2 separate regions of the Mus musculus genome follow, and region 1 is linked to region 2. The links are chromatin contacts, called in public Hi-C maps. All regions are on one chromosome and are shown on one strand. The core of a region is the stretch at or near the end of the contact, and the rest is flanking DNA. Distances in the headings are between cores, read along the strand shown. Region 1 has its middle 14 kb from the start of Gm39911. Region 2 has its middle 61 kb from the start of Zfp770.

Region 1 (5,889 bases), core at 3,056-5,555, 1.3 Mb before region 2:
AGAATTTCTAGACCTGCAGTTGCTGGTCTAGTGTCTATGCAATGCACAAGTCCCAGCTCAGAGATGTATACAATTTTCATAGCCTTCATTCACATTTAAAGGAAAGAGAATCTCTTCCAGGAGAATCTTATTCTTTCTCTACAACATTTCTTATCTAATGTAGACTGGATGTTCTGTTCAAACTAACCCCAAAGCCATGTGTTGAAGTGCCATTGAGGTGGGGCTCTGCCAAGGATTCTCATCAGGAAAGTAGAGCCTTCCTAAAGAGGCATTATAGGATGCTCTTCCTCAACCCTGCCATTTACAGATATAGCAGGAGGTTCTACATCTACCAGTTTCTTGGTAGAACCCCATATACCCTGGGCTGGTTGTCATTATTTTGGATTTATATTGTTTTATACCCACCCCAACCCATCACTCTCAAGCCCCACCCCCACCCTAAACAGTTTCTTTGTTTAGCCCTAGCTCTCTTGGACCTCATTCTGTAGACCAGGCTGGCCTGGAACTCACAGAGATCCGCCTGCCTCTGCTTCCTGAGTGCTGGGATTAAAGGCGTGCACCACCACTGCCTGGCACTTTTTATTCTTTTTATTTAATCTGCCATTAGATGTCTGAGGAGTGGGGCCTTTTCTTCTTCTTTGGATCCTCTGTGGTTAGTGAAAAGAGCTACTGGAAAAATTTTTAGCTAAAATTAAAATATCTAATGTTGAAGGGCAAAGTACTTGACAAATACCCTAATGATAAGCTTATTTCCTCTGGGCCTTGGAAGAGTCAATCTGCTAGAAACTGGGATGCCTGAGAGAAAAGGTTACAGCTAAAAGTACTCTAGTCAGAAATGTGGAGATTTCACTCAAAAAACACTATATTTCCAACCGATTTCTGTTGCTTGTCCACAAAAAAAAAAAATCAAATAAAAAAGTAAATGAATTAATGAACTGACAGGAGAATTCTGATTCTGTTTATTTTCTTGCCTATGAACCTTTAATGTTGATTAAGTGGAAGACATCTCACTGTGCCTCATTAAAAGCATATTCTAAACTCCCAAGCCAGTACCCAAGCCAGGGGCACCCTAAAAGTTCTTGTTACTCTGACCTTTGTCTCGAGAGCTGGCTGACCTGTCTTCAGAGTCCTTGCCCACTTGCTGCAATGTAAACTTTGGCTTGCTTTAGGCCTCTGGGTATTAACTACATTGGAAGACAATGAGATCAGTTTTTATCTGTGCCCAATTAAGTCTCTTTTTATGGTAGTGAAATCTTATAAAATATTTTTTTCAGTTGCCAGAGGGAAAGATGAAAATTTAATATCACACATACATATATAATGTAAGTGCAATTTATTTTTCTGATGCACTCAAAGAAGATTTGAGAAGTGTTTTATCATCTTTGTTGTTTTTGGTAAGGGCAGAAATAGGCTCTTTTGAAGCATTTGGGCTACATCAAAGAAAAGCCATGACATAGAATGGATAAGGGGCAGAGAGGAGGTCTCAGCTTCCATGCTGTTCCATAGAAGCTGAATTTTAGGTCCTGGTTGTTCAGGTATAGAGCTGTGGGTATTTTGGTAAATTACTTAACCTCTCCATTGCATGTGTCTATCTCTAACCATAATGTGAATTAATAGTATCTACTTAGTTGATCAAACATCAGACCTTGGAAGATAGATCAGCTAGTAATTTCAATGTGCTTACTTACTGAAGTAAGTTTTTTTTTTTTTTTTCTGCTTTTAACAATCTAATTCTTATCTGGCTTTTTTTTTTTTGTTATTGTTGTTGTTCAGTCTAAAAGTTCATCAATTTCTCTTAATCTTTTCAAATAACTTCTTTGACGGTTGAGAGAATAAGAGATTTCACTGTAGCCTTCGCTGGTCTGGAACTCACTATATCAACTTAGCTAGCCTTGAATTTGTAGAGATCCTCCTGCCTCTGCCTCTGGAATGCTTAAAGAACTTTATTTTTATTTATTTTTCACTCTTCTCTATTTATTCTCAACTCTAATATTTTTATTCTTTTTCTCCTTCTTGTGTCCTGGTTATCTGTCCTCTCTTAATTTCTTGACTTGGGAAGTTAGCTCATTGACAAAAGGTCTTATTTGATAACACTGTTTGCAGTTATGTATTTCTCTCTGAACACTGCTTTTCCTATGTTTCCTAAATTTTAGCATGTTTCATTTCAAAGTATTTTTTAAATTTTCTTTTGTTGAAGAGGGGAAACTGATGTAGAGGAGAGATGTGAACTTCAAATTTACAGAGGCCTAACTTTGAGTATGGATAAAAATGACTTTGGTGCTTAGGGGTCTTTGAATGGATGTGAGAAAGGACATAGTTTTTCCATATTACACATGTAGACCACAGAGAAAGTCTTGTGCGCGCCCAACTCGACCATCAAGAACGACGCTGCAACAGGAACCTTCTGCACACGTTTATTGGGAGAGCTTGATTGCAGAGGCGAAGAGACCCCGAGCCCGGAACTGGTGCTGCTTATATAGGCCTAGGAGAGGCATGTCTCACACCCGGATTGGTTATGCACTAAGCCTCATTTGCATGTTCCTCATCTGATTGGCTACTCTCTCTCTCTCTATACCTCACAGAGCCTCATTATCATACCTAATTTACATGTCTCACATCTGATTGGTTATACTCTCAAAGCCTCATTATCATACCCGAGCCAGGCAGTGTCTTTGCAAAAAACTTTACTGCATATGTACACATTGGTTGTTTGTCCAAACTTATGTGTGGTGGCCAGCAGTAGTCAGTGCCACTCTGCAACGGCACATGTGGCTTCCCACAAGAAAGGAATGGGTTTGACCTTAACCAAAAGCAACATAATGGAATGGTAAGAGCTTTTAAAAATCTATTCAAGGGTAGATTTCTTCTATTCAACTTGTAGCTGATTTATGTCTTTAATTTATTGCTTTCTCATCAACAGTGTGAAAATTAGACACACTTGTTGGATGAAAGGTGATAATTCCATAGAGTGAAACATGGCAACATTTTGCCTAGAATGTGATTCTAATTCCTCACCGAGGAGCAGAACCACACTCATAGAGCCCAGAAAGATAAGCAGGCTGAGAGGCTACTGATGCCACAGCTTGCTTGCTTTCTTTCTTTCTTTCTTTCTTTCTTTCTTTCTTTCTTTCTTTCTTTCTTTCTTTCTTCCTATTTCAATTTAAAAAAAAAGTTCATATGTCTTTCTGCACAGATGTCTGTGCACCAGATGTGCACCAAGTGCCAGTGCATGTCAAAAGAGGGCATTGTGTTTGTGAACCATTATGTGGGTGCTGAGACTCAAATCTGGGTTCTCTCCAAGAATAGCCAGTACTTTCAACCACAGGGCTGCCTCTCCAGCCCCACTTTCTTTTTCCTTTATCACAGTTATTATGCAGGCAGTACACAATTAGACTGACTAGTGGAAGGAGCCCCATTCTGTTGGACCATAATATGGATTGAAAAGATAGTGTGGCTTCCCTCATTAAGACAAGCTATGATGTATGACACTAATTTCCTGAAAATAAACAAATAGTTACTAAATTCTTAATTTCCCCTGCTCTAGGTTCTTAATGAAAGTTTAACTTTCAATAACTGAAGTCTTCAAGAAGAGCAAAAATCTACCAGGTTCAACCACGTGCTCAATATTGTACTGCTCTGGGGCTGGCCAGGTGGCTCAATGGTTAACAGCATGAAATTCTCTACTGGAAGACCTGAGTTCAGTTCCTAGCATCCATGTGGGTAGTTCACAACTGCCTCTATTTCTGGTTCCAGGGCATCTGGTGCCCTCTTTTGGCTTTTGCTGGTACTGTGCACCTGCGTGAGTGCACACACACACAAAGAGAGAGAGAGAGGGAGAGAGAGAGAGAGAGAGAGAGAGAGAGAGAGAGAGAGAGAGAGGAAAAGGAGAGGACATAGAGAGGCACCACAGAGAAACACACAAAGAGACAGAGACAGAAAGAAGATAGGTATATACATAATTTAAAAATAAAAATTAACAACAACAACAACAAAAAGCTGCAAATATCTCTAAGCCCCAGCTAGTTCTCCTTTCCTTGCCTTTCCTTTATTTTCAATTCCATCTTCCCCATCTGGACCAGGTCATTCCCACCTGTAAATCTTTATAGTGCTTTGTTTATACTTTTCTCATGGCTTCTACACTTTTCTGTGAGTCATAAGGGCTATTTGGGCCCTTTTGTTGTTTCCCTGAGTGGATAATAAATTCCTGGAATTTATTCCTTGAAAGGAGGGACACTAGCATCCATCACAGTGTCCATCAGGACTGATTTTGGCCTTGCACAGTAGGGATGTTTAATTACTTCACAAAATAACGAGGCTGAAAATAGATGACAGTTTAACGACTTCTTAAAAGGCCCAAGTCCGATTTTCTCTTTACCATACTTGGTGCATTAGATTTTTATTTTCTTGCTTGTTAATTCACAGTTGTAAGATGGCTGTCCCAGAAGCAGGCATCTGGTTATTGTTCAAGACAAGAAGAGGGCAGAGAGGCAGCACTGCTGAGTCATCTGCTCATGTCTTCCCTTCCTTACAAGACAGAAAGGGAATCTTGCATAGAGAGTCTGATCAGCACCTCGTTCCATGGCTTCAACCCGCGTCTTTTCTCCAGAGTATGACTCAAGTTTCCACATGTGCTCAGTTTCTGCTAAAGAGATTTTGACTTTGGTCTTGGTGGAGGTTGTTTTGCTTTTGTTTTGTTTTGTTTTGTTTTGTTTGTTTTGTTTTGTTTTGTTTTCTGTGGCAGGGTCTTACTAGATAGCCCAACTGACTGCCTTAGACTTTACTGTGAATTCTAGGCTGGCTTCAAATGTGCAGTCTTTCTACCTCATGTCCACAAGGTCTGAGAGTACAGGTATGGTCCATCTCAGAGCATAACGCTCAGCTTGCCAGAACTGTAACTGAAGACTTGGACGGTCTCTATAAAGCCTTCCCAACACTCACAGTCTCCTGGATGCTAAACAAAGAACCAGAAGGCAGGCTCCTCACTTGGATGCCGGGGATCCTAATCCAGAGGAGTGTGGCCTTTTCCTCCTCACCTTCATAGCACCAGGAATTTAAACTCATGCCTCACCTCAACAAAGGTACAAATTTCATGATAGGGCTGACCTTCAGGAATGCTTACAGTCTGTCATTCTGTCCACTGTTAAGAATATGGACACTAACAGCCTCCCTTAGCTTCTTTTGTGACAGACAAAGAAGACCATACATGATCCCCATGGAATTATTACCTCCATGAGCGTCTCTGTCGATAGATGACTTTCATACCCAAGCACATGTTTAGTTACAGTTCTCAGGGTGTCAACAATAGGTTGATTAAACCTTAAATATGTTTCAGGTGAACACCATTTCACCCCGTACTTCAGTACAAATTGTGAGTCAATTATTTATGAGTGGAGCCCAATTTGTTTAAACCTCATTGACCTTTGATACAGTTATGACATATGTCTTGACTTGATTCTCCCCTCTATTGATTTGGTCTGGAAAAGGAAGACAAGAGGTGAAGTGGCCCCTCGGGGTAAGCTGAAATTGTAGGTTACAGCCATGTTAAATTGCTTTAGTATACTTGGTGTCCTTTGGAGTAGGAAAATGAAGCAATAAAGTAGGTTGATGTGAGTAATTCTTGTTTTTAAAAGGACCTTGAAGTGCTCTTAACAATATCACGGATTTGATAAGATCTGCTTCAGACTTCTTAATTTAGAATGAACATAAAGATGGCAAAGCCAAAGGAATGTTGAAATACTGGTGCTGTGCTAACAGCATCTAAGCTGGGTCCATGGGAGATAACTGGTGGGAATGCCTCACTATTGTCTGCCATGCATGGGGAAAATAACACAGCAGTCACCAACAGGAATTTCCTGGGGGGCATATCCAGGTGTACAGAATAGTTAGAAG
Region 2 (5,717 bases), core at 2,814-5,313:
TGTCTCTCTCTCTCTGTCTCTCTCTGTCTCTGTCTCTGTCTCTGTCTCTCTCTCTCTGTCTCTCTCTGTCTCTCTCTCTGTCTCTCTCTGTCTCTCTCTGTCTCTCTCTGTCTCTCTCTCTCTGTCTCTGTCTCTCTCTCTGTCTCTCTGTCTCTCTCTCTGTCTCTCTCTGTGTCTCTCTCTGTCTCTCTCTGTCTCTCTCTCTCTCTCTCTCTCTCTCTGTCTCTCTCCAACTGAGCCAGCTTACATCATCTTCCTATCCTGTAGCCGGGAGGATGGAATTCATTGCTAGATTAAGGTTTTGTGCCTGTTCTAAAATTGGGGAGATGTGCATTCAGTCCTGTCTGAGAAGTATCAGAACAGGATCAGAAATATAGATCTGCGGAACAGGAGCAAACTGTAATGCTGTTACCAGGACAATAACAAGAACCATCATCACTGTGGACACTGCATGAAACACAACTCACTGTGTGCCAGGTACTGTTCAAAGGGGCTTTGGGGGATAACTGAACCCCTGCTTCTAACATCCAGATAGGAAAACTGAGGAATGGAAATCAGAAGTGACTTACTATATTGGTATATTACTTGATTGGTAAAAGGCAGACCAGGAAGTTGAATCTAGCCATGAGGTTGCCCACTTCACAGTCTTGCCTTCTGCATTCTAATGACTTTGCTTCTATTCACCTAGAAGAGATAGCCAGTGTTTACTTTCAGAAGTGAGTAGAGTCTAGCTGAGGAACAGTGAGGAGGCCAGCAATTTGGGAAGTTGGAAATTTCAGTCCCCACAGCCATGAAAACCATATCCAGAAAGCAATTAATGTTCACCTTCATGAGAGTTCAAACATTGGTCAGAAACAGGCACAACTACATGGACGAGCAAAATGGTTAACAAAGAGTGATTCTCACCCCAGAGGTTAAACCAGCCCAAATCTCCATCCAACCTTCATTTCTTCTCTACCTCTCTCTTGTTTTGAAATATCAATCATGGAACACATATAGACAGTAGTTAAAGCTAGCATTTTGTCTAAACACACATCCTCCAGCTTCTGTCGGTTTGACTCTGAGAAGCAGCAGACCCAAGTGTGGTTCTGTTTACTGTGCATTTGCCAACGTACAGCAAAGCAAGCCTGGTTGGAAATACACAAAGCATTACAGAGCCACCTTGCTGGAGGTTCAGCAGAGCAATGGAAGCATCAGGAAAACTTTTCTTCCCTTTGAAAAGTAGAATGGGAATTCTTTTCTGGTATTACAATGAGAGTTGCTCTTAAATAAACAAACCTCAGCCTTCGGGCTTCAGAAAACCAGTGTCAGAGAAGACAGCACTGTCCTTCTGCACCCTGAAAGTATCATAAGAGATAAATTGGTGTTCTCATCAAGATCTTCACTCCTGGAATTGAGAGCACATTATTTCTTTTTTATTATTAGATATTTTCTTTATATACATTTCAAATGCTATCCTGAAAGTTCCCTATACCCTCCCCCTGCCCTGCTCCCCTACCCACCCACTCCCGCTTCTTGACCCTGGCATTCCCCTGTACTGGGGCATATAAAGTTTGTAATACCAAGGGGCCTTTCTTCCCAGTGATGGCCGACTAGGACATCTTCTGCTACATATGCAGCTAGAGACACGAGCTCTGGGGGTACTGGTTAGTTCATATTGTTGTTCCACCTATACGTTTGCAGACCCCTTCAGCTCCTTGGGTACTTTCTCTAGCTCCTCCATTGGGGGTCCTGTGTTCCATCTTATAGATGACTGTGAGCATTCACTTCTGTATTTGCCAGGCACTGGCATAGCCTCATACGAGACAGCTATATCAGGGTCCCTTCAGCAAAATCTTGCTGGCATATGCAATAGTGTCTGGGTCAGTGGCTGATTATGGGATGGATCCCCGGGTGGGGTAGTCTCTGGATAGTCCATCCTTTCGTCTTAGGGGAGCACATTATTTCTTAGGTCCCTGGTTTATTGCTCTCCCCTCATTTCCTCCCACGTTCTGTTCTCTCTCTTTGCTGTCTTTCTCTCTGCCCACACAAATGCTATACAGGCAGGTGAAGGAGGCTTCTCTGAGCTCTGTGGCTGGGGTGGATACTCAGATGTTTCTGTTCTGTCCTCAGATGAACTTCTCTGTGCAAAGGTTGTGGAAGGTAAATCCAAAGCCCTGGACCTTGCTGGTCTTTAAAGAAGTGACCAGAAGGAGCCTAATGTTCCTGCTGTGAGCCAGCTGAAGAAAGCATGATTAACAGCTAAATCATTCTGTTGTTGAAGTGGGAGGTGGTGCTGGGGATGAGGCCTAAGACCACAGGCCCATTGGGAAATCCCTCCCAACGAGCTCCACTGTCAAACAACAAATATTTAATTGGAATTCAGTGTGTGCCCCTCTATTCAGTATAGCAAGAAAGTAAGCACATATCACAGACAAATTATTTTATATTAGTGTATAATTTTTAATTTCCCCCCAAGCCCCCTAAGTAGTCCAATATCAGAAAACTTTGGTTACCCTAGAGTTTTCTAAATTTATTTTTTTTCTTTTAAATAAATGTGTCTTTAGGTAGCAGGGTGCGCAGGCTAGTCATGCCTTGTGACATAAGAAGAAAAAGAAAGGGTTGTTTGTATTGACCATTCTCTCACCTCTAGGGCTTGTTTGCGAGACACCACTGGAAAATTAATAACACTGAACCAGTTGTGATGATTATAGCAATTTCCAGAACTTCTCCGTTAATATTAAGATTGGGAAAGTTAGAGCTTCTAGAATTTAAGTCTTCAGTTCAAGAGGTAACCTCGTGTGAGGTAGGGATTGGTGACATTATACCTTGTGTGTATGTATAAATGTGTCATTGTCAACCGTGTGTGTGTGTGTGTGTGTGTGTGTGTGTGTGTGTGTGTGTGTCCTCTCCACCCTTACACATTTCTTCAGGGAGTCACAAATGACTTATTAGCTTTTCTACTCCCGTTTCATACCATCTCTGTGGCCTCCCCAGCATCCCAGCTCCTCCTTCCAGATGAACTGTTCTTTCCAGTCCCTGACCAAGCAAAACTCCAGTGAACTCAGAAGCCCTTGTGATAGACGCGGGTTAGAGACCAGACCTCTGAGAGCACAGCAGTAAGTGGTTCTAGGGTAAGTAGTTGGGAAGAATAAAGATGCCCCTGACCAACATTGACCAACAAACATTGGCACTCCAGAGTCCCACATACACAAACTTCTATTGCATTGAGTCAAAAGAGGCCATCCTCGGGGGGGGAATAAGAACTATTAGCTTTCCACTGCTATCTGTTTTTTGTTCCCCGTCTCATTTTTTATTTGATAATTTGTGGGACATTTTTTTTCTATTTTGCTCAGTTTCTGCCTCCATTACAACACCCAACACTCTAATTAGCTTTTGTATGGGACAAACAGGAGGTATTGCTTCTGGCAGGATAGGATTTTCTGTCCTGTTGATTGATGGATTAATTTTTATTGAGCACAGTGTGCTACCAGCAGAACCAAAAGTCCGGCATGCAATTCCAGCGCCAGTCACTTACGTGCTAATGAAAAGCAAGACAAAGCGGTCATCCGGCCAATGGCTCCTCTCCACCCTGCCCCCTCTCTCTCCCACTTGTTTTGTTATAATAGACCAGTAGAGGCTGCCTAGGAGAACAACTTGTGTCCTTGCTCAGGTAGCCACCGTTTTATAGATTCTTACCTTTGTGTGTGTAAATTCGTATCTGAAAACCTTGGGTTTATTTGAGTGTATATAGCTAGAAGTCTGTCACCGTTCTCTTTTTGTCAACCCATTCTCTTCCATGCTTCGTAAAAGGACCAATGAAGAAATACAACAGAACAGTGAACAGGCAGCTTGGACTTCGCCTGAAACTTGAGAGGCTCAGAAAGAAGTCTCCTGGGCCCACTGAGGCTAGTGCGGTGAGACCACCTCTGCTGCCACCCAAACCAACAGCTAGCTGGCCTTCAGCTTATCAGTACAAACGCCCCTGCCCTCTTGGCTACGCACCCTAATCTTCAGTCTGTTCTCGAAGAGTCTCAAGAAGCCCTGCCCCTGTTCTGTGTGGATCTGGGTTGCAGCCATTGAGCCTCTTTTGCTGGGAAGGCTCCCAATAGCCTTCAACAAGATTAAATGCACTGATTTCTACCCCCACCCCCCAAAGAATCCGAGTTTTATTCTAAACATGAAATTTGCTTCTAGGTTATTTTTGTGAACGTTAGATTGCAGGAAACCAGACAGTGGGGTTTTGAGGGCATAGGAGAGGAAAGGGAAGGGCAGAAGTTGACCTGTGGTGTGGACTTTCACTTTAAACCTCAGCCCTGATCATGAGCCTCCTGGTGCATTTGATGGGCTGCACTGCTCTCTAGTGGCTAAAAGAAAGAACACATGCTATAATCAAACCTCCCTAAAATGTAAGGCTACTTTGTTAATTTTGGTTCTTGCATTCAGTTTCAAGAGTGCTTTCTTTTAAATGTGGAGAGAGAGAAAAACATATTTTTGGCGTGAAAGTACAACTTCTTGCTGAGAATGGTAGAACACCCCTTCTCCACTTCTCTGCCTCGCTTACTTCTTCAAGTGATCTATGCTCTTAGGGGTCTGCAATCTCTGGGGCCTTCGAGAGACCCATGCACTGGGAAGAGCAGCTGGGGGAAGCTAACATTTATCCCCAACACACTGGGCAGCAAGTTATGTGGGAAGACACTGGGAAATGCATGCTGTCGCTGCTGCCTCCATGGGAGGGCTTTTTCCTAAGTTTTCTCACAAGCCTGGATCTGTCCCGTCACAATAGAACCGTCTTCCACCATCACAACTCTCCCAATGTACCTGTCTCCAGCACACTATCATCCTACTGGCTTCCTGCAGCTCATCACCCTTCAATACGGACTTATTTGCGTGGTCGTTGTTTCTCCTGCTCACAATATGTGCTTCGCAGAAGCGGGGACCACATCTATCCTTTTCACTACTGTCTCTCCAGATACAAGAAATGTGCATATGCTCAAAACAAGGCAGACTCTAAGTATTTGCAAATAAATAAGTGAGTGGGGAGAACACAGAAGCCCTAAGCATTTCCTTCCTGTCGACTTCTTTCTCTGAAACATCATTGCCAGTATTAGAAAGCAAGTCTTGTGGGTGAATGCAGGATTTCACGAAAACCTGTAAAATGCAAAAGTTCCACCCACACTTTCATGGAGGCGGCAGACTAGGTCTGGAAAGTCCCAAGATGAGGCTTAATTTCATTTTCTAAGTCTGATTGTTCGTGCTTCTCCTTCTACTGAGCAGAAAGTATTATTGTACACAGGTGCAATCTTCTAAATATAATAGACATGCATAGAGACAATCCAAAGGGCTTTTTAAATCTTTAGGTTTTAATAAACAAATCTCAGTTGGTAGCTTATTTAATCAAATTCACTTAAGAGACATAAGCTTAACATACACACTCCACCCTATCAGGGGAATTTTTAAGGAATTTTCTGAAAGACATTTCTTTTTAGGAAGACAGCATTTGCCTCTGTCTCAATGTCCTTGACTTCACGATTGAAGATTTCTTTAGAAAACCTCATTGTTTTAATTACCCGTTTCCCTTTTTCTTTCCTTTTCCTTCTTTATTCCACTACGAAATAAGTATTATGACACTTCTAAGCACCGTTTTTAGTAGAATTCAGTCATTCTATATCATGAAAGGATGCCTTGTGCATTCTGTACCTTCCACTATTCTGTGACCTTCCCTCTGCTCAGGGATG

The links. A called contact is a pair of places that touch in the nucleus more often than the background predicts.
Region 1: a contact with region 2 is called in a Hi-C map of uterus, with 7 times the contacts expected there. The contact joins two enhancer-like sites. A contact is called at or near these places in 10 of 39 promoter capture datasets (the 3T3-L1 cell line, 3T3-L1-derived adipocytes, the HPC-7 cell line and 6 more) and 1 of 484 Hi-C or Micro-C datasets (uterus).

Annotation. Positions count from the first base shown.
Region 1 is chr2:115,562,252-115,568,140 of GRCm38.p6, reverse strand. No RefSeq gene overlaps it. Among named protein-coding and RNA genes, the nearest start is that of Gm39911, 14 kb to the right of the region's middle. Within about 2 kb of position 4,305, at least 7 of the 459 cell types and tissues checked have an H3K27ac peak or open chromatin away from gene starts, as enhancers often do. A contact at or near this core is called in uterus, where this site is marked.
Region 2 is chr2:114,259,172-114,264,888 of GRCm38.p6, reverse strand. No RefSeq gene overlaps it. Among named protein-coding and RNA genes, the nearest start is that of Zfp770, 61 kb to the right of the region's middle. Within about 2 kb of position 4,063, at least 27 of the 459 cell types and tissues checked have an H3K27ac peak or open chromatin away from gene starts, as enhancers often do. A contact at or near this core is called in uterus, where this site is marked.